7 separate regions of the Mus musculus genome follow, and regions 1, 2, 3, 4, 5 and 7 are each linked to region 6. The links are chromatin contacts, called in public HiChIP or PLAC-seq and promoter capture Hi-C maps. All regions are on one chromosome and are shown on one strand. The core of a region is the stretch at or near the end of the contact, and the rest is flanking DNA. Distances in the headings are between cores, read along the strand shown. Region 1 holds the start of Rimbp3 (RIMS binding protein 3). Region 2 holds the start of Sdf2l1 (stromal cell-derived factor 2-like 1). Region 3 holds the start of Ppil2 (peptidylprolyl isomerase (cyclophilin)-like 2). Region 4 overlaps Ppm1f (protein phosphatase 1F (PP2C domain containing)). Region 5 holds the start of Mapk1 (mitogen-activated protein kinase 1). Region 6 holds the start of Pkp2 (plakophilin 2). Region 7 holds the start of Ypel1 (yippee like 1).

Region 1 (3,058 bases), core at 58-2,557, 990 kb after region 6:
AATCCCACTTGGGAGGCAGAGGCAAGTTGATCTTTGTGAGTTTGAGCCCAGCCTGGTCTACATAGCAACTTCCAAGTCAGCCAGGACATAGAAAGACCAGACCCTGTCTCCAAAACAAAGACAAACACAAAACAAAAAATTCCACCATCGCCACTACTACCACCACCACCAGAAACTTCAAACAGACATTCATGCATGGTGCTGCATACCTTTATTCCAGGCAAGGTCTCTGTGACTTCTAGGATAGCCCAGTAGACATCAGTTCTAAGCCATCCAGAGCTACAGAGTGAGACTATATATATATATATATTTTTTTTTTAATGTTTTGGGGAGCTGGAAAGATGGCTCAAGGGTTATGGGTGCTTGCTGATCTTGCAGAAAACATGGCTTTGGTTCCTCCTCCTGAATGGTGGGATTAAAAGGATATACCACCACTGCTCATCTTAACATCTTACTTTTTTTTTTAAAGATTTATTTATTTATTACATGTAAGTACACTGTAGCTGTCTTCAGACACTCCAGAAGAGGGCATCAGATCTTGTTACAGATGGTTGTAAGCCACCATATGGTTGCTGGGATTTGAACTCAGGACCTTCGGAAGAGCATTTGGTACTCTTAACCACTGAGCCATCTCTCCAGCCCCAACATCTTACATTTTTAAAGGGGCTGAAGACTGAAGATATAATGAATAGTAAAGTGCTTGCCTATTACTTACTAAATGAGACCTTGGGCTCAGTCTCTACTACTACTAGTACTACTACTACTTCACAGAGAGAGAGACAGAGACAGACAGAAACAGAGACAGGATATGAATCTCAGTGGTATAAAATTTGCCCAGCATGTTTGAGGTGGGTGCAATCAATCCTCAGTCACTGCCACCTGCTGATTCAAAAAGGCTCAGATGCAAGACATGTTGGTCAACTCCTGCAATCCAAGCACTGGGGAAGCAGAGACAGCCTGCTCTATAGAGTGAATTCCAGAACAGCCAGCTCTACACACACACACACACACACACACACACACACACACACACACGTCTCAAACAAACAAACAAACAAACAACACAAAGTTTCAGTTGATATAAGAAAAGGCACCGGGCAGTGATGGCCTTTAATCCCAGCATTTGGGAGGCAGAGTCAGGCGGATATCTGAGTTTGAGGCCAGCCTGGTCTACAGAGTGAGTTCCAGGACAGCTAGGGCTACACAGAGGAACGCTGTCTCAAAAAAAACAAAAACAAAAACAAAAACAAAAAAAAAACACAAAAAAACAAAAAACAAAAAAACAAAACCAAAAAGAAAAAAGAAAAGAAAAAGAACAAAGAAAAGGCTTAGCATGTTGGGTCCTGCGTAGGAACAGAGGAGTTATAGCCACTTAGGGCTCAGAGCTCAACCACAAATTTAAGCAGATCTTGTAAGAAGTTTACCTAATTTCAAAACTCGACCAGAAACCCTAGTAGAGCCAGGTGAGATCTGACCAGAATCCATTTTTACTCAGGCCCAGGATCAGCGATCATCTAGGAACCCTACTGGGGATCTAATTCTGGAAAGGATTGCACACTGCCAGGGCGAAAGTGGAACAGGTCACAAAAGCCCTAAAGCAGATATGTGTGGGCTCCGAAATATGCCCGGGGTATCCGGGGAAGTTCAGAGGCTAGTTTGAAAGGGGTCTCAGGAGTTTAGGAAGAAGCGAAAGGCACTCAATCTGTGGGGAGGCGACAGGTTATAAGGGAGATCGCCCCCAAGGCGGAAGAGGCGCGCGGAGGGCACCTAGGGGCGCCGGAAGGGGCGCGTGGGGCGGTTGGCAGCGGCCGGGGGCGGAGGCCGTTGGCTAACTGGCCTACCAATACCAAACTATCTCTCTGGCTTCTTGCCGGGCTGCGGCCACAATGACAAAGGACTCACCCACCCCCTTGGGTGGTGGCCGCGCGTCGCCCAAGAAGCCAAGCAGCCCCGGCCCAGCGGCCGCAGTGCTGGAGGAGCAGAGACGAGAGCTAGAAAAACTACGGGCAGAGCTGGAGGGCGAGCGCGCGCGCGGCCGGTCGGAACGGAGGCGTTTCGCTACCCAGACGCGCCAGCTGCGGGAGTCGGCTGAGCAGGAGCGGCAGCAGCTGGCTGACCATCTGCGCTCCAAGTGGGAGGCACGACGCCTCCGGGAGCTGCGGCAGCTGCAGGAGGAGGTGCAGCGCGAGCGTGAGGCCGAGATCCGGCAGCTGCTGCGCTGGAAGGAGGCAGAGATGCGGCAGCTGCAGCAGTTGCTACACCAGGAGCGCGATGTTGTATTGCGCCAGGCAAGGGAGCTTCAGCGTCAGCTGGCCCAGGAGCTAGTGAACCGTGGTTACTGCAGCCGCTCAGGGGCATCCGAAGCCTCCGCGGCACAATGCCGCTGTCGCCTGCAGGAAGTGCTGGCGCTGCTGCGCTGGGAGACCGACGGCGAACAAGCCGCGCGCATCCGCCACCTGCAGGCGGCGCTAGACGTGGAGCGCCAGCTATTCCTTAAATACATCCTAGAGCACTTCCGCTGGCAGCCGGCTTTACCGGGACCCGCGGACCCCCAAGCCACGCATTCCTTGGAAGAGCCGCCCCTAGAAGCCCAGAGTAACACTGGTGGCACCCCAAAGCCTGCTCGTCGACTCGGATCCCTCGAAAGCCTGAACACTGGCGTCCGGGTTCATTCTCCAAACGACCTGCTGCCCACGCGCGCCGGCTCCCTCGAATCTTTGGCAACAGCACATTCCTGCTCACTGGACAACACACTGAATTGCTCCCAGGCTTCTGAATCCGAGGTAAGGGCCCCTGCGACCAGCGCGTCTATTCCAGACACCTCCAGTCCCCAGCCGCCGCCTCAGCTACCATCAATACATAGGAAACCTAATGACCTGCAGAAAGAAAGCTCCGAGAACAAGCCCTGCGAAGCCTCGACCTCCTCGCCTCCGGGTCTGGACTACCAGGAACTGGTGAGGCAGAACTCGGAGCTGGCCGAGGCATTGCAGGTGCTGGTTCGCCGCTGTTGTGACCTGCGCGAAGAAAACTTGCATCTGCGGCGTAAAGGCTTCTCCGA
Region 2 (2,910 bases), core at 227-2,726, 920 kb after region 6:
AGCATTCACAGCTATGAAAATGGAAGCCAAGAGTCCTGCCCTAGCTAGGCTCAGCGGCACACGCCTTTAAGCGTAGCACTCAGAAGGTATAGGCAGGCAGATCTCTGGGGGGTTTAAGGCCAGCCTGGTCTACATAGTGTGTTCTAGGACAGCCAGGGCTACATAGAGAAATCTGGTCTCAAAATAGACTCTCACCCCATTCTTCAGGTGCATAGAGCCTCTTGTATCAGACTGTGTAGTGCCAACTGGCCTTACCCCCAAATTCCCCTCCAACATTTTCCCCCTGAAACTCTCCAAAGCACTGTCAGATTCTCCCTGCGTCCCTCCCAGACCAGCTGCAATGAACACTGTACTTTAGTAGGAACTCTTTCGCAGAGGGGAAGGAGTAGGAAGAAGCTCCCACTTCTCTTTAAGACCCAGCCCTGAGTTTCTCCTTCCTGCAGTTTCCTATTATCTGCGCTGTGGGTCCACCTCTGTGTCCAAATACGAACTAATCTCTCACTTCTAACTCGGTGGAGAAAGTTACTGGGGACAGGACCCAGAGCAGGAGCTCCATAAACTTCTGAATAGAAACTCCCAATTCACAGTAGCTGACACTGAGTCCCCTCTTGGGCCCCTCCCCTACATCCCTCCCTCTGTCTTTGGGTCCCTGCCCCACGCAGCCTCTGTGGGTTTCGGAACGGGGCTTGCCTGGTTGTTGGATAGCGGCGACGGGAAGTGGTGCGTGTGCAGGTTCTTGCCGGTGAGCACGTGCGTGAGCCGCACTGCTTGCCCACAGCGCACTGGGAGTCCGCGCGGGCACCCACCCTCGGAGCCGCCGCGAATCCGCCAGTAACTATTGGCATCGTCGGACTCCTCCACGCCGGTTACCGACTGTTGGCCGCTGCCTGAAGAGTAACAGCCCACCCCACCCCGTGGATTCTTGTTAATCACAGACCTCCGGACCCTCGTCTTGAACACTAAAAAGTTTCCCTCACAGCCCCTACCACTCTAGGATCCAAAGAGCTCACCCCAGCCCAGGCCAGACCCTAAGTACCGGTGGACATCGCCCTCCCCCTTCCCGCGCATCCTCGATCCCTCAGGCTTGTCAGTCACGACCCACAAGCGAGTCTAGACTCGCAACCACCCAGCTCCCTGACAACCCACAGACCCCGCTAGGACCACCTAGTCTCTAAGCCCTCCGCCCCCTGGCGGTCCCAGTCACCACCCCTGCGCACCAGATCCGTATTTGATGTCGTGTGAGTGCAGCCGCACTTTGTGGTGGGTGTTGAGCAGCTTCAGCACTGACCCGCAGGTCACTAGCCCGGCGCTGGCCTTGGACGCGCCCCCACTCCGCACTGAGAGCGCCAGCAGCAGCCCCAGCAGCGTTGGCCCCGCTACCCTGCCCCGGCTCGCGCCCCACATCCCGCCAGCCGGCCAGGTTCCAGCTGCTCTAGACCTCTGCGCTTCCGTCCTCAACAGCGGCCAATCCAGCTCTGACAGCGCCCTCCCACGGCAGCCAATCGTCTGCGCGCGCGCGTTCCTCCTGCACTGCTATTGGACCGTGTGCAGCGGCCCCACCCCCAGCTTCCAAGGAGGTAGCTGGAAAGGGGTTGGAGACACCAGGAGGATTTTAACTGGTCCACGCTTCCGAGGACCCGCCAATAAAGCAGTGGCTGCGGCGAGCGTCCCCGGAGAGGCCACGGAAAGCCGCACACCCGGGTTGGTTGCTTCTAGTCACTTGGCTCCCGGTTAGAGATCCTCGGGTGTAGTAGGTATAGGAACCCCTTTGACCCTGGACCCCCTAAACTTTAGTCTCGTGTCCCTCCACTCAGACCCCGGGATAAAGCTACAGGTTCTTATGTTAATTACGAGATTTTGTGGTCTCAAAGTGGGCAGATAACAAAGTTATTGAAATCTCCTGGCCCCAGGAGTTAATCAAACTGAATCACATCAGTTTCTGGACCCCATGGTTTTTTAATTCTCTTAGTCATGCAGCTACTTGAGTCATTTGGTGGCAGAATCCTAAGGTTGCTGGATGACAAAGCTGTGAGCCCTCTCTCTCTCTCTCTCTCACACACACACACACACACACACTCACACAGTGCTGGCGCGCGCGCTCACGTACACACATTCACTCTATCCATCCATCCATCTGTTGAGTATTCACAAAGGAACTGCCCCTCCAGGCTACATTACTAAGAAGCTGATGAAGCATGTACTTAGGGCACTAGCTAGATACGCAGTAAAGTTTATGTTTGCATTAAAGTTTATGTTTCCGTCTGCAGATGTAGCTCAGTTGAGTGAGTCCAGCAAGCGCAAAACCCTGGATTTGATCCTTAGCAAATCAACCCTCAAGTAGTGGAGGCAGGAAGTTCAAGAATAAGTCTGAGGTCATCCGCCTAGAGAGGATGACAGGCAGACAACATGTTTCTAAGTAAGCTGTGTCAGAATAGTTAGAATCAAAATAGAGTCATTTGTCAGGCCTTTAACCCTAACACACACATGAATATGAGGCTGAGAAGGAGGGGATCTCGTGCATGAATGTCTAACAAGAATAATTTACAAAAGGCTCAGCCAGAACTGCCTTTCACAAAGGACCACAGCCTCACACAAAATATCTCTGCTTACACTCCAGAGCCAAAATGGGGGAACCAAAAATTCTTTTAACTTTTATGGGGCCTCACCTCATGACATTTTATATTTGTTTCCGTCTCTCTCTCTCTCTCTCTCTCTCTCTCTCACAGAAACTTTTTAAAACAGTTTTTTTTTTTTTATGTATATGAGTTGTAGCTGTCTTCAGACACACTAGAAGAGGGCATTGGATCCCATTACAGATGGTTGTGAGCCACCATGTAGTTGCTGGGAACTGAACTCAGGAACTCTGGAAGACAGTGCTCTTAACCAGTGAGCCATCTCTCCAGCCCTTGA
Region 3 (3,036 bases), core at 193-2,692, 900 kb after region 6:
GTGTGGCACATAAGAAGGACAAAAGATGGAGAGATAAAGAAACATCAACAGCACCTTGTCCAGAAGGAAATGAACTGGACTTATAGACTATCTGACAGGAAGAGCTAGGCACACAAAGCTCTGGGGAAGCCCTTTACAGGAATAACACTTACTGAGGCTGGAACAGGACAAGCTGAATCTGTTCCAGAAAGGAGACAGCAGAGGAAGAGTGTGATGAGGTACGTAGCAGCAGAAAAAGACACAGAAGCAAGGACAGCGGCCGAGTCAAAAATGAGTCAAAGATCAAGGAGAGTACTCTCTATTTGCCTAAGTGTGATGGGAAGCTGGTGGGTGATTTTGAGCAGGACCCAGACATGATCTAACATAGCTCCAGTTGCTCTGTGCGGTTGTTCTTCTGTTAGGATGAGAATTGTCTTCAGTCTATATATAGTAAATCAGGGACCCACTATGTAACCACTGAGCTAGGATAAGAAACGGCAGGCTTAGGTGTGAAAATTATCAAGTTCCCTTTTAGCATACTAGTTTTGAAAAAGCTGTAAGTTTTCCAAGTGGAGAACTGAGTGAAAGCTGCTGACTTAGTGCAAGAGACTCTTTGAACAGATCCACCACAGGGATGAAGGAAACACCCCCGAGGTCTGGGACAAGGGGAGGGGAAGCCCAGCAAAGAGGAATGAAATAGAGATCATTCGCAGATTAAATTACTAAGCGCCAAGCCTTTAATCCTAGCACTCGGGAGGCAGAGGCAAGGGGATTTCTGAGTTCGAGGCCAGCCTGATCTACAAAGTGAGTTCCAGGACAGCCAGGGCTACACAGAGAAACCCTATCTTGAAAAACAAAAACAAAAACAAAAACAAACAAAAAAAACTACTAAGCGCATGTAAGATCTCACTAAAGGCTACTTTTGGAAAGGGAAGAAGCCCAAGGACTGAAAAGCTGGATACTAGATCTGGCAATACAGAAGTCAAAGATATCCTTGCAAGCAGCTAGGGGCGGGGAGCATCTGAAGAGACAACAGAAAACAGAAAGTACAGCAGCAGCAAATGGGAGGGGAACATGGAGCACGACCCGCCTATCTTCAACTTGAAGGCTGTCGCCTGTGTGTAGGCTCTCAGACTAGAGCCAGGACGAAGCGGACAACCAACTCAGGGGCAAAACTCGTTCGCAGAAAGGCTAGGGGTAGGGAAATCCCGGAAGTTAGTTAGTCCGGCGGTAGAACGCCCTGGCCCGCGTAGGCTGCACTGAGGGACGAGACCGCGCCTGTGAGAGCTGAGGCTTTCAGATGATAGCCTTCAGCACGGCGACGAGCTGAGACGAGAGACGCGACCCAACTTACATCTTGTCCTTCTGGTGCTGTCGCTTCCCCATGGTGGCAACAAACCGAAGAGACCACAGCAGACACTGACTATGGCGCCTCCGCTTTCTCAACTACTTCCGGAGATCGACGCACTGGATCCCGGAAGTTGGAAGAAAGCATTCTGGGAATTGTGGTTTCCAGGTGTCCAGGTGCTGGGTGCAGGCACCGTGCTAGGCTGAAGCTTGCTAACTTTGAGTAGAATCCACTTTTCCTGTCTCCCACCATACTGCGTTGCCTCCCCCAAGCCCTCAAAAACTTTTCTATGCACTGTCTGGCTACTTGTTCAGTCCATGCTATGCTAGGCAGACTCACTCAGACTCACCTCCTTTGTATCTAAAGATCTTCAACCTTTTTCACCTTCTCTAAAGCCATGTCCATGTGTATACTCAACTCTTCTCTCGTTCGGTCCCCACGCCCTTCAGGCCCATCAGCTGGCAGATGACCAAGCCCTCTCTGCTCCTTCTGTGGCCAGATCTTTGGTCTGGGTCTCATGTGCCGGGAGAATGGGTCCCAAGTCTCCTTTTTTTTTTTTTTTTTTGGTATTTCGAAACAGGGTTTCTCTGTGTAGCCCTGGCTGTCCTGGAACTCACTCTGTAGACCAGGCTGGCCTCGAACTCAGAAATCCGCCTGCCTCTGCCTCCCGAGTGCTGGGACTAGAGGAGTGTGCCACCATGCCCGGCCCCAAGTTTCCTTTTTAAAATTGTGTGTGTGGTTAAATAGTGGCCATGCCACAAGTGTAGAGCTCAGAGGACAAGTGAGGAGTTGGTTCTCTTTGCCAGACTTGCACAGCTCTTATTTGTTAAGGCATCTCTCCACCCTAAGCTGGGTTTTTGTTTGTTTTTGTTTTTTGAGACAGGGTTTCTCTGTGTAGCCCTGGCTGTCCTGGTGCTCACTCTATAGATCAGGCTGGCCTGGAACTCAGAAATCCACTGCCTCTGCCTCCCAAGTGCTGGGATTAAAGGTGTGTGCCACCACCGCCTGGCTGATCAAAGAATTCTTAATTTCCTTGTTCCAAATCTCCACTTTGATGCTAAATGGTATGTTCCATACCCTAACCCTAACCTCCTGATAAGATCTTCAACCAAATAATTTTAAGATGTCTTGTCAAATTCCTACATAAACATAAAACATTAGAAACCCCCTAGCCTTGCAGTTTGGGGGATATTAAAAAAAAAAATTCTCCTTTGAGACTATGCTCTCAAATCCTACTTTAGGGAGATAACCCTGTCTAACTGAAAATGCAACCAAAAAATCTGGGTCACTGGTCTGATTCTCATTTGGCAGGATTAACAAGGACCACCATCCACCCAGTTAGCCAAAGGCAGTCATCCTGTCAGCTTCTTACTTCATAACTTCTGCCTTCCAAATAAATCTTACCTCAAAAGATCTTTTAGCCCAGTATGGTGGTGTACACTTGGGAGGCAGAAGCAAGCAGATCTCTATGAGTCTGAGGCCAGCCTGGTCTACAGTGAGTAGAGAAACCATGTCTCAAAAGCAAATCAAAACTAAACAAAACTACCAGTACTTGGGAGGCAGAGGCTGGTAAGTTCTGTAAGTTCAAGTCCTCCTAGTCTACATATTGAGTTACAGGTCAACCAAGAATATACAGTGAGACCAAAACAAAACAAAACAAAAAAACACTTTCTTGGCCACCCCACTCACCTCTCTCATAGTTTATCATA
Region 4 (2,864 bases), core at 306-2,805, 700 kb after region 6:
CTCAGCTTGTAGGTTCACCCCTCCGTCCCTGTCCTGCACCTACATGGCTGCCCTCATGTATCTATGTCTGTGTTTACACCTTTCACAAGCCAGTCGTACTGAAGCAGGCATCCATCCTACTCCAGCCATAATCTCATCTTTCTTAGTGCTATCCACAGTAAACCAACTTACAAGAGCTCCCATCTGAGACAGTAACCTCAGCATATAAAATGGGGGATACAGTTCAGCACTTAACATGCCCTGCTCCCAGGGGTTACCAGCTTGAGCATCAGGGATCCAAGCTTCAAGGATACCTTTCCAACACATCCCAGCAAATGCCGTGCCCCTGGTGTTGTGTAAATATCCATTCCGGGTCCCTGAAGACAGAGATCACCTGCTTGTGATGACACCAAGAGGAAGGTATGAGCCATCATCTCCATCTTCAAGGTGGAGGATGCCAGGAGCTGCTCCAGCCCCGCCTCTCACATCTTCTTCCTAGGAACGCTCCCCCATCGTTTGCTGTGGCTGTGACCCACGAGGCAATTTCCCAGCTGCTGCAGACAGACCTTTCTGAATTTAAGAGGTTGCCTGAACAAGAGGAGGAGGAGGAAGAGGAGGAAGAAGAGAAAGCCCTCGTGACCTGTAAGTTCCACTCATATGGCTCTGGGATTGTTTAACAAGTGACAAACTCAGATTGACACTAAAGGTCAGTGCCAGCGTGCCATCAGGACAGCAGTGTTGGAGTTCAGCAAGAGCACGATGTGGCATAGAAAACCTGCAATGGACTGAGCAGCACGTGGGTCAAAGGCGGCCAGTGAGACGGTGGCCCACCTTTGTGCTGTCTTGATGGTGCTTCAGAGCACATAGAAATGAGTGGTGCCTGTCCTGCCTTACACACGAGAAGTGCAAGGTGTTGGTTCACAGCCACACAGCCAACCTCACCTGTACTCACTGTCCCCCTTGGCTAACACGAGGCCCTTAGCAGAGTGGCACATCCACCTCGGGGAGGGGGCAACTGTTGTCTAGGTCCCCTGCCTTGACTTACCTTAGTTGGGATCATTAGATGTCAGTGATCCCAATCATGAGGTGACGAAGATGGACATTTCGTGTCCACTGGCTACAGCCATCAGTGAGTTGAGCCCTACAGTGGTACACCAAACCAAAGGAACCCAGGAACAGAACGGGGAGCAAACGCCAAGAGGCCCCAAGACCACTTGACAGAGCGTTTGTTTATAAAATCCAGGCTCTTTTTCTGCATGACTCTCTTTCCTCCTATTTTGCTGCAGTACCAGAAGTATTAGGAGGGAAGTGGTGGCTGCAGGTATGCACACAGGATGTGGGCCGAGTTTCCAGGCAGTAGAGGGAGCCTCTCTTTGCCCAGCTTTAGGCCATGTGTAGAAGGACAAAGAACACTGTAGGAGAAAAAAGAAACCTACTTCAGCCTTAGCACTTGCGCCTACCAGCCACTCTCCTCACCCCCCATTTCTGGCCCCTTCCGCAGCTCCCTGCCAGCCTTCAAGCCAGCATGGCCTTGCCCCCTGCCTAGGAGACAACTATCCATAAAGACAGGCGGCCATTGTTCTCTATAAAGCCAGCAGACAATCCAGTCTGGCAGCAGCTGCCGCCAAGGCCCATCCTTACCCCTCCAGCTAGGAGACAGTATCACCTGCTGGTGGGAAGGAGAATTGCAGCCGGCAAACCAGGCCTTAAACCCAGGCGTCTGGAGAAGGGATGTGCCTTCCCCGCCTTCCCTGCCTGTCCCAGAGCTGCCATGCAAGCCTAGGCTTGTAGCCTTGCGCACTGTTGCAAGTCTGTTGTTGGCACGCTGTTCTTGCCAGCTGTCTCAGCACATTCTTTGAGGCTTATTGCCCCAGGCAGAAATGTGACTAAGGCACCTCCATGCCCACCTACCAGCACTTCCCTGTGATTGTTGTGAAGATAGACCTCCCGGGCAGTTCCTAAGGCTCAAGACTATAGCCCTTGGCCAGAAAATCAGGGTAGGACTCCAAGAGCCTGAGGCTGAGCATTACCGTAGGGCTTGCCATCTTCATTTTTAATTGCCCATTCTTCCTCTTGAGCAAAATTCAAGTCTAAACCTATTGCTGGAAATAGCAGTGTAACCAAAGGCTAAAAAGAGACAGCCCAGGCCTAGAGGCCCAGCCTTGCTCAACGTTCCCTCCATACCAGCAGTCTCCAGGAGCAAGGAGACCACAACAGCTCTCCAGGTAGTCATGGAGTCTACCTGTGTACAGAGGAGGAAATGAAAGACATGAGAAGTAATGTGGTTAGGGATGGGCTTAGACACAGGAAACTTGAGTTCTTCAGGGTCCCATTTAGAGCTGTGGTCCCTAGGCTGGGCCTAACAAAGTCAGTTCTCCAGCTCCTCAGCCTCCACTCCCACAGCTGCTGCTAATAGTCCCCAGCATGATGGCTGCAGCAGACTAGATGGCCTGCCCCCAAGCAGGCTTGTTAGACTTACCCTTCTCCCTGCTCATTGCTTTCCTCCCATGCCTCCCTCCAGCCTCTTCCACTCCTCCCGTTTCTTCCATGGCCATACTTCTGACTAAGCACACTTCTCCCAGTTCTCCTTGTTCCTCTGCTGTGGCCTTTGATACTTGAACCCTCTGGTTGGGGGTTGGGAAATTGGGGTGGGACTTTTGTTATTGATGTTCTAGTTTTTTCTACCTTTTACATGTACATGTACATTATTTTGAAATAATAAGTATGCATGCAGTGAATTATGAGAAATAACAGAGATATCCCGACTATATATACACGACCCCGTTTTCCTCCTAGGAACATCATAGAAAACTATAACAGTATGTCACACACAAGATCTGAATATGGTCAGACACAAGCCAGCTTCCTTATTGCAAGGATTCTAC
Region 5 (2,707 bases), core at 201-2,700, 770 kb after region 6:
GTGAATCTGGTCAGTTTTAAGGACTTCCTGAAACTCCTTTGAGTTTTTTGATTGGTTTTGTTTTTTTGAGACAGGGTTTCTCTGCATATTCTTGGCTATCCTGGAACTCACTCTGTAGACCAGGCTGGCTTCCAATTCATAAGCGATCTGCCTGCCACTGCCTCACAAGTGGTGGGAATCAAGGTGTGAGGCACCATGCCGCCTTGCTGCTTTTAGTTTTTAGTTTACTATTTCAGAAGCTTCCCCTCAAGTTAGAATGTTTCAAGTTCATAGAATGTTTCAGTCCTTCAGGAAACTGTTGCACAACACCTGGACCCGAGTCCCCAAATTTCTATGTCTTTTTCCAGTGTCCCTACCCACAGCTCTCTATACTTTCCCTTGGCTTTTTATTTCTTCACAACACTTAAGTGCAAATATTGTATTTTGTCTGTCTTTTCACTCTGGAAGCATGGCTGGCTCCAGTGCCGTAGATATTCAGCAAATCTTCTTGAACAAACCTCTAATTAGGGGATTCAATGTCTTGTGTTTTGGTTTCTGCTTACTTATGTCTCACACTGTTAGGTGTGTGTCACGGGCAAGAAGGTAGATATATGTAGTTAGTATAACAAAAGTTATATTTTATTATGCTGAAGGTCATCATGCAAGGTTTACAGTCTAAATTTCTTACAGTCCTAAGCCTGTCTCCCCAAGGTCACCTGTGTCACCTATCTTAGCTTCAGATCAGGTTTCTGATTTGAGGATCAGGACCCTGGCGGGGGGGGGGGGGGGGGGGGGGGAGTGGATTCTCTAGCCACAGAGCAGATCAAGGTGTATCTCTCCAGATGTGTAGAGCAAATCACTGCTTTTGGTCTCTGCTTATATTCTGTCCAGTGGGCATCATGGGGTTCTAGGACTGTATCTGGTTATCTTGCGTGAGTGATGTCACTGAGCTCTGGATCAGGAGCAGCCTTGGATGCTGTGGGATTCCTGCTTAATCTAGTTTTATATGTCTAAAAGGCATTTTTTAAAATTATGCTCATTACAGGGTGAAAGTTTTTTTCTGGGTCTGGGTTATGCTTTTTGGTTTCTGTCCCACTCTGATGGTCTAAGTTCATCAGAGTGCACAATGTGGGCCACGTATTCTTAGAGGTCTGTCTCAGGGGTCCCGTGGTTGGTGTGCAGTGAGTCCTCTGGTCTCAAGCCAAGTCCCTGGTCCCGTGTGAGTTCGTTCTGGACCAGGCACAGCACCAGGACAGTGGGTGGGACTCTGTGGGGTCCTTATGCCTAAATTCCAACCTAGCTCTCTAGAGCTACCCAGCGCTTGGGTCTCCGAGCGCACATGACGTCCCTCCCCCGCAGCCGCAGTGCTCCTGCCTCACCTCGCTGCTTCCGCCGACCCGCGAGACTCCGCCCTCTCTACCAAGAGAAGCCAATCAACACGCACGCCCTTGACTCCGCCCTAGCGCCCTTCGACGCGAACCCTTCCCTCCTCCCACTCGTAGCCCGCCCGTCAGGCAGGAAGGCTGGCAGTGGTTCTACCGGCGGTTAATTCTCTCCTCTGTGTTGTCCTCCTTCCTCGTTCCCGATCGCCGGCGGGGGCGGCTACACGGGCGGCAGCGCGGTTCCTGCGGGAAGCGCAGCATAAGTCGAGCGGCAGCCGCGAAGCGTCGAACCGAACGCGGCGGCGGCGGCGGCGGCGGCGGCTGTGCAGCCAACATGGCGGCGGCGGCGGCGGCGGGCCCGGAGATGGTCCGCGGGCAGGTGTTCGACGTAGGGCCGCGCTACACCAACCTCTCGTACATCGGAGAAGGCGCCTACGGCATGGTTTGGTGAGTATCCGCGCTGGATTTCAGGCCCGGCCTCACGCGGTCACCCTGTGCCCCCTGCCTGTGGCTGATCTGGACGCACCCACGGCCCTTCCCGCGCCTTGGCCTCGCGTTCTGCGGCGCCCCGGACCCCTGGCTTCTTGGCCTTCACTCCTGGAGCCCTGGGGCGGGGTCCTGGAGCCGGTCGAGGCTTAGGTGTTGCTCCTCGTCTTCCTCTGCTGCTTCTCGTTTGCGGTTGGAGGGGCAACCCCGATTGAGGCCAGGACTCGAAGACTCCGGGGCTTGGTCTTAAAGCGCGTACTTTCGAGGCTTCTCCCTCGGGACGGGAACGGAAGTACACTGTGTCTCCTAATTTATAGCATTATAGCCACCGCCTCTTGACATTAGATTAAAGCCAGGAATTGTATTAGATGCTTGTCCGTGGTGGCGGCGGCCATGGTTTTGCAAGACGGAATAATAGGCTTGTGTGCTGAGCACCAAAATATTTTTCTTCTCTTCTGTGTACGTGAACAGCATTCACAAAATATCTTAAGTAGCGCTAATGATGCTTTCTGCCTCGGGCTTAACCGTTAATGACACAGCGTTGGTTGTGGACATATTGAAATCTTGAAGTTTCAAAATGGATTTAAATATACCGATTGTGTTTCAGAAAGGATAAGCCAGCATCACTCTAGAATTATTAAGAAGTATTTGGAGTTAGTCCTAATTTGACTTTAAATTATCCCGTCGTTACCCTCAAGAGTACTCTCTTAACAGTGTGAATGTATCCATATGTTTTAGCCCGATTACTGTGATCGTTTCCCCATAACGTTTCAGTGTTCAAGAATAGTTTTTGCACGATCACTTGCAGGATTTCCTGCATGTGGAATGTTGAAGTGTATTGTTTTAACTAAAACAAGTTC
Region 6 (2,796 bases), core at 37-2,536:
AGAAGCAGGCGCTGCAGTTATCTTTTAAAGCAACAGACCTGGGACTTTCAGAAGGAGCTAGGAGATAGATGAAGGGAAACAGGTTGCTTACAAGGGGCTGGTGACAGGATTTGTTGCTGTAATTTAACCGTCATAACATTCTTGTTTTCGGTAAGCTCTCAGCATCACATCTGTACATTATTTACACCTGACTTGGCAAGCCAAGCTTTTGGGCACAATTTACCTAAAGACTGGCCCAGTTGCTTTTGCTGACCTCATAGCTCCCACCTCCAGAGCTTTCCTTATGACCTTTGACTATGTGGCCTGTGGAGAAAGAGTGACTCGTCCCTGATTTCCTCGATGCTCGAAGGCAAAACAGGAAGCCACATTAACTGTTTAGTTAGGAACCGGGGAAGAAGAGAAGTTGTGTTCCCTAGCTGTTCCAACAAAGGTACAAACCCTAGCAACCAAAGGAAAAGACCCCACTTGATAACAAACATAGATGTTTTTCTTTTCTTCTCCCAAGTCTAAATACCAGTATGTGGAGAGTAGCATCGGTTGTCAACTTTAAGTTCAAGGACCCTTCTGTTGAGCTTAGCTCTTGTTCTTAGCCCAATTGCATGTGAAGCATAGTTAATAGCATGATAAACTCAAGTTCGGGAGATTTAAGTGAGAAACCTCGTTCATGAGTTCCCCTGCAAAGAGCTTGTCATAAAGAGGGCTTAGTCAACGTTAGAAGAGCTATTAAAACTGAGTATTAAAAGTCATCTTTTCTCTGGGCCTCTTATTGGAGTTTCTCTGTGTGGGCATGTTCCTTAAGAAGGAAGTGGGTGGACAAGAGCGCACTGGGTACAATTTGTGTATTTGCAAGAGCAAGCAGAGGCTTTCACTGAGGGAGAACATATGTTTCTGGGGCTCCATCTGTACAAAAAGCTCGGCGTCCTGAAGTACTACGGATAAAAAAAAAAACCTTTAAAATACGTCTATTTCATACATGTTTCATTATCTGTGAACGTTTGGAACAGTGTAACTGACCCTAACTAACTAGATGTGCTACTCACAGCAGAAGTTCCCAGCTGCACCTGTCCTAAGGGCAGCTCCTCCCACAATCCTTCGCGAGCCGAGAATACGTGGGGGCCTCAGAGGACGTGCTCGCCCCGGGCGGAGTGCGCCTGCTTTGCAGGAGCCACGCCCCTGTCCCCTAAGGGCCTGGGTCCTACGGGGCGGGGCGGGGCGGGGCGGGGCGGGGCGGGGCGGGGTTTGCTGCCGGTCCCCACGCCTCTGCGGCTTTGCGGGCAGGTCCTGGCAGTCCCTCCTGGTCACTCCGCCGACGCGATGGCCGTCCCCGGCTCACTGGCCGAGTGTGGCTACATCCGGACTGTGCTGGGCCAGCAGATCCTGGGTCACCTGGACAGCTCCAGCCTGGCCTTGCCCTCCGAGGCCAGACTGAGGCTGGCCGGCAGCAGCGGCCGCGGCGACCCGGCGGCCCGGAGCCAGCGGATCCAGGAGCAGGTGCAGCAGACCCTGGCCCGCCGGGGCCGGAGCTCTGCGGTCAGCGGTGAGTCGAACCCCACCCGCCGTGCTAGTCGTAGGTCTCCCCGGTGCGAACCGGTGTCCGCCCGCCCACCTGTTGCTCACCTTACCTTTTCCGGCTCGTGGTTGGTCGCTTTGGACACGCTTCCTCCCTAACCTTTGGTTCTGGTCTACCTTATTCGTTTGTTAATTACACAATTGTCTGTATTAAAGAATTCGATCGGTTTCACCCTTCGCCGCTCGCTCCGGGTTCTCTCCCTGAGATTCTAAAAAACACTTTGAAATTTTATGCAGACTTTGGTATGCAAGATTGATCTTCTGGAATAAGGCGCTTTGGGCTTTTATTGAGATGTTTTAGAGTTTACGACTCTCTATAAATATTTTTAGAAAGAAACCTTCAAAGCCCTGCGGTTCCTCCATCCTCTAAATTGAGGTTACCTCGTCCAAGTGCTCCACTCCGTATCTGCGACTAAACAAATTGAGCAAGTCGGCTTTGGGTCTGGGAGCAACCTGAACACCCTGCGGAGGATAAGGAGGAAGGAGACTTTGGCCAGGCTGAAGGTAGCCCCGCCTGCCCACCTCACACCCACACACCAGAACCAACAGATGCGTGGGTGCAGAACCGCCCTCATTAAAAAAAAAAAAATCAACCCCCCACCACACAGACTAGTTGACAGAAGTGTGGTTGATCAGAAAGATCAGAAGCTCTGGTAAATGTGATTACCATTAAGAATAATAATGCTTCCGTGCCAGCATGTGGATTTCAAATAGCAGAGTCTGGGAGGCTGTCCGCTTTTCAGTTTGTCTAAAGGTTAGGGCAGTTGATGTTTGCATACTTGAAAAGTAAAGAGGTGTTTAATGATTGCAAGCTCATGTAAGTGAGTGCCTGTAACGTCCCTAATTAGGCTATGTGGTTCGCACTTTATATTATCTTCTTAAAATGAACTGTGTATTTTTTTCCTTTCTCTTTCCATATGTGTAGATATAGATACGATTTTTAAGATGCAGCCTCAAACTTCCCGTCTCCGTCTCCCATGTGCTGAGATTACAGACATGGGCTGGGTTTACTGTGGATCCAAGCTTAGAGACAAGGAAACTGAGCAAATAAAACAGTCAAGATTCCAGACAGAAAGTGGCATAGGTGGTATATAAAAGCCAAAATGTGGAGTTTTAAGTCGATCATGAGTTAACATATTAAGTGTTTGATTACTAACACAAAATGAAATTACTTGGGAACTAAACTTCCCTGTAACGACTCCTTTTCCTCTAAGTAAAACTAAGGAA
Region 7 (2,818 bases), core at 143-2,642, 860 kb after region 6:
GATCAAATGATACATGTTCTCTCTCAAAGCAGATTCTAGCTGCTTGAAATGTTTGGATTTGTGTGTTTTTCCTGGAGTGCTTCCAGAAGTCAGGACGCTGGAAAAGGGCACTGGAGTATCCATGATATGAACAGGTAGGTGTTAGAAGTGGGATGGGTAGGAAAGGAAGGCTGGAGGAGGCCTAACCAATGCTAAGGAAATAGGAAAATGCCGTATATAAACCTACTATTTTCTAAGCTATTAAAAAAAACACATTTTTTAAAAGATTTATTTATTTCATGTATGTGAATACACTGTCGCTGTCTTCAGACACACCAGAAGAGGGCATCAGATCCCGTTACAGATGGTTGTGAGCAATCCATGTGGTTGCTGGGAGTTGAAATCAGGACCTCTGGAAGAGCAGTCAGTGCTATTAACTGCTGAGCCATCTCTCCCGCTTAAATTCTTTAAAAATAGAAGAGTCAGCCAGATGGTTCAGTGAGTGAGGGTGCCGCTATCAAGCCTGCTGACCTGAGTTCAAATCCAGGATCAATATGGTAGGTGAGAAGCAGAGCTAACCTCTGGTGCACAGGCATGTGCTTATTCACACAATAAGCTTAAAATATAAAGTTCAAGATCATGTTTGAGCTACATAGTTGAGGCCAGCTTGAATTACAGAATTACAGAGATCATATTCTAAAAGCCAAAAAAACATGAGACTCCCTAGCTAGGACGAATACAAAAATAGAGTAATCAGTCACTTGGGAGACTCACTAAGTAAATGGCAACTCAAAGGGCCCACAATCTAATCAATTAGGGGTATCCTCAATACAATAAATCCTAACAAGCACACTCTAGAGGGCGCAAATACGTCCTGCAATGTGTACATTCACCCTCAGCAGTGTGCTTTGAAAAATCGATCTAAAGAGACTAAGAAAAAAATAACAGAAGAAGCGCAGATGTGGGCATGGAGACTGGGTGATACTGCCTGTGTTTTGTGGGTAGGAAATCTAATCTGGGGTTCCATAATTCAAGTCCACGCAGACCTGGAGGCTCTTGGATGGCGACTTGGAGAGTGGAGAAAGGGTGGTCAGTATGGAGAGAGGGAAGAAGCTTGCGCTCTAGGGACCCAGCTGCAGAGGTCCTCCTGCCTGCAGCCTGAGGCGCAAACCTGTGGAAAATCTCGGTCCTTTGGCCTTCCAGGACCCTACCTCCCCACCGGCCCCGCGACCTGCCGGTTCGCCTGGGTTCCTCGTCAGGCCAGCCCACCGGACTCCTGGCGAGCTCCACCCGGACACGTTCCAGCCCAGTCCCCCGAGCGCAGCGGGGCGCGGGTGGACGCGTGGGGCAGGGCGAGGGGCGGGGAGCGTGGAGGGGCGGAGCGGCGGGAACGCGAGGGCGGGGCTCGGACACTGATTGGGCATCGCCACGTTCCGAGGCCGTTTATGGCGGCTGGGCTGGGCTACGGGTCCAAAACAAAGGGCAGGCGGCCCGCGAGGCGGCGGCAGGAGGATGCCTCGCGCCCGGAGTGGGCGCCAACGGCCGGAGCGCGTCCCGGGTCACACCGGGACCGCCTGAAAACCGAGCTCGCGCCGACCGAGCCTGGGCCGGATGGGCGCAGCGGACCGCGGAGCGGCCGTGAGTACGGGCGGGCCTCAGGGGTTCTCTGCGGAGACCTGAGGATCTCCGGCTCCGGGAGGCGGGGAAGCACCTGTTGGGCGCGGGCGGGCCGGGCGGGAGTGCGGAGGATGCGTTGACTTTTTGTTCTGATGTTCCGAACTGTTGGTATTTGGGTCATTAGAAGACAACGCAAAATCCCGGTCTTTCTTTCTTTCTTTTTTCTTCGCCCCCCCCCCCCCATTGTTTTTTCCCCTACCTTAAAAAATGGGGAAAGAAATAAATACAGAAGATACCTCCAATAAAAGAATATTATGGGGTGGCATTTTCAAGTTGCCTGTACAATAATAACTAAAGGGAATTGTCCTCATTGTTTACCACTTGTGGCTCTAGGCTTTATCAATGTAAATTGCTAACAGTAGCAACTAAATAAGATATTCTCTACTCAATAACTGCACAAATGGTCATCTTCGATCGTGTACTGAGCTCCAGGATAGAAAGCCGGCAGAATTCTGTTTTGGATAGATAATAGACGTTGAAAACATCATTTTTCAGCCCAAGGTCTTTCTAATTCAGTTGCCTTATAAGTATCCACAATGTATTCACCTTAACTAATGTATCTTGTCAAAGAATTGACCATACTCCTCCTCGCTCCGCTGAAGTTCCAAGACCAGGCTCACCTCCTCTGGGGAACTTCTCCAGGCCCCTCTGAGTAAGCCACCCTCACCCATCACCCAGGGCCCTTTACCTCTGCTGTGTTCTGGTAGATGTGTTAACAAATGTTTGCTGAGTACCCGTCTCCCTCTCCCCTAGGGGCTGGTCCAGTGGGTGTCTGTGTGCATGTGTATGGTGGGGTACAAATAAATAAACACACACACACATGTATATTCACCGTGTGTGTGCCTGGTATCTAGAGAAGCCAGAAGAGGGCATCGGATCCCCTAGAGCCGAAGTTATGGATCCTCCACAAGAGCAGCAGGTGCTAAAGGATGTCAGCCCATCTCTCCAGCCATACTGTGGGCTCTTAAAAAAGTCAGGGGTGCTGTATTTGAAGAGTTTTGCTACCAGGATCCCTAGGTCTATGTGTTCCTAGCCAAGGGACTATGTGGTTAGCATGTCTTCTTAGGGATTAGACCAAAATCTTGACTTACCACAGATATATAGCAGCCCAGGGGCTGGCCCATATGAAACACTAAAAATACATACATACATACAGACAGAC

The links. Promoter capture Hi-C pulls out the DNA fragments that hold promoters and counts their contacts. HiChIP or PLAC-seq counts read pairs in DNA pulled down with a chosen protein or histone mark.
Region 1: a contact with region 6 is called in a promoter capture Hi-C map of stem cell-derived epiblast-like cells, with 5 times the contacts expected there. The contact joins the promoter of Rimbp3 here to the promoter of Pkp2 in region 6. A contact is called at or near these places in 2 of 39 promoter capture datasets (pre-B cells and stem cell-derived epiblast-like cells) and 1 of 115 datasets of contacts at active chromatin or transcription factors (extraembryonic endoderm stem cells).
Region 2: a FOXA1 HiChIP or PLAC-seq map of pancreatic cancer cells shows a contact between it and region 6. The contact joins the promoter of Sdf2l1 here to the promoter of Pkp2 in region 6. A contact is called at or near these places in 2 of 39 promoter capture datasets (the 3T3-L1 cell line and pre-B cells) and 3 of 115 datasets of contacts at active chromatin or transcription factors (cardiomyocytes, extraembryonic endoderm stem cells and pancreatic cancer cells).
Region 3: a contact with region 6 is called in an H3K27ac HiChIP or PLAC-seq map of extraembryonic endoderm stem cells, with 3 times the contacts expected there. The contact joins the promoter of Ppil2 here to the promoter of Pkp2 in region 6. A contact is called at or near these places in 2 of 39 promoter capture datasets (the 3T3-L1 cell line and pre-B cells) and 2 of 115 datasets of contacts at active chromatin or transcription factors (cardiomyocytes and extraembryonic endoderm stem cells).
Region 4: a promoter capture Hi-C map of embryonic stem cells shows a contact between it and region 6. The contact joins the enhancer-like site here to the promoter of Pkp2 in region 6. A contact is called at or near these places in 8 of 39 promoter capture datasets (the 3T3-L1 cell line, the C10 cell line, embryonic stem cells and 2 more), 2 of 15 datasets of contacts at CTCF or cohesin (embryonic stem cells and large pre-B cells), 6 of 484 Hi-C or Micro-C datasets (the C10 cell line, the HPC-7 cell line, embryonic stem cells and 2 more) and 3 of 115 datasets of contacts at active chromatin or transcription factors (embryonic stem cells and extraembryonic endoderm stem cells).
Region 5: a contact with region 6 is called in an H3K4me3 HiChIP or PLAC-seq map of pro-B cells, with 4 times the contacts expected there. The contact joins the promoter of Mapk1 here to the promoter of Pkp2 in region 6. A contact is called at or near these places in 6 of 39 promoter capture datasets (the 3T3-L1 cell line, 3T3-L1-derived adipocytes, embryonic stem cells and 2 more), 1 of 484 Hi-C or Micro-C datasets (embryonic stem cells) and 3 of 115 datasets of contacts at active chromatin or transcription factors (extraembryonic endoderm stem cells, pancreatic cancer cells and pro-B cells).
Region 7: a promoter capture Hi-C map of embryonic stem cells shows a contact between it and region 6, with 3 times the contacts expected there. The contact joins the promoter of Ypel1 here to the promoter of Pkp2 in region 6. A contact is called at or near these places in 4 of 39 promoter capture datasets (the 3T3-L1 cell line, embryonic stem cells and pre-B cells), 1 of 484 Hi-C or Micro-C datasets (embryonic stem cells) and 1 of 115 datasets of contacts at active chromatin or transcription factors (pancreatic cancer cells).

The regions. Positions count from the first base shown.
Region 1 is chr16:17,206,828-17,209,885 of GRCm38.p6, forward strand. It overlaps Rimbp3 (RIMS binding protein 3), which reads left to right and starts at 1,308. Exons shown (of 1, transcript NM_001033338.3): 1 at 1,308-3,058. The coding sequence starts at 1,887.
Region 2 is chr16:17,130,907-17,133,816 of GRCm38.p6, forward strand. It overlaps Sdf2l1 (stromal cell-derived factor 2-like 1), which reads right to left and starts at 1,477. Exons shown (of 3, transcript NM_022324.3): 1 at 1,218-1,477; 2 at 691-887. The coding sequence starts at 1,404.
Region 3 is chr16:17,109,810-17,112,845 of GRCm38.p6, forward strand. Ppil2 (peptidylprolyl isomerase (cyclophilin)-like 2) reads right to left here and starts at 1,443. Exons shown (of 21, transcript NM_001252444.1): 1 at 1,334-1,443. The coding sequence starts at 1,365.
Region 4 is chr16:16,910,461-16,913,324 of GRCm38.p6, forward strand. It overlaps Ppm1f (protein phosphatase 1F (PP2C domain containing)), which reads left to right. Exons shown (of 8, transcript NM_176833.4): 3 at 479-621. Among named protein-coding and RNA genes, the nearest start is that of Ppm1f, 15 kb to the left of the region's middle. Within about 2 kb of position 1,556, at least 162 of the 459 cell types and tissues checked have an H3K27ac peak or open chromatin away from gene starts, as enhancers often do. A contact at or near this core is called in the HPC-7 cell line, embryonic stem cells and stem cell-derived epiblast-like cells, where this site is marked.
Region 5 is chr16:16,981,932-16,984,638 of GRCm38.p6, forward strand. It overlaps Mapk1 (mitogen-activated protein kinase 1), which reads left to right and starts at 1,451. Exons shown (of 9, transcript NM_011949.3): 1 at 1,451-1,808. The coding sequence starts at 1,696.
Region 6 is chr16:16,212,059-16,214,854 of GRCm38.p6, forward strand. It overlaps Pkp2 (plakophilin 2), which reads left to right and starts at 1,287. Exons shown (of 13, transcript NM_026163.2): 1 at 1,287-1,537. The coding sequence starts at 1,315.
Region 7 is chr16:17,068,747-17,071,564 of GRCm38.p6, forward strand. It overlaps Ypel1 (yippee like 1), which reads left to right and starts at 1,393. Exons shown (of 5, transcript NM_023249.6): 1 at 1,393-1,617.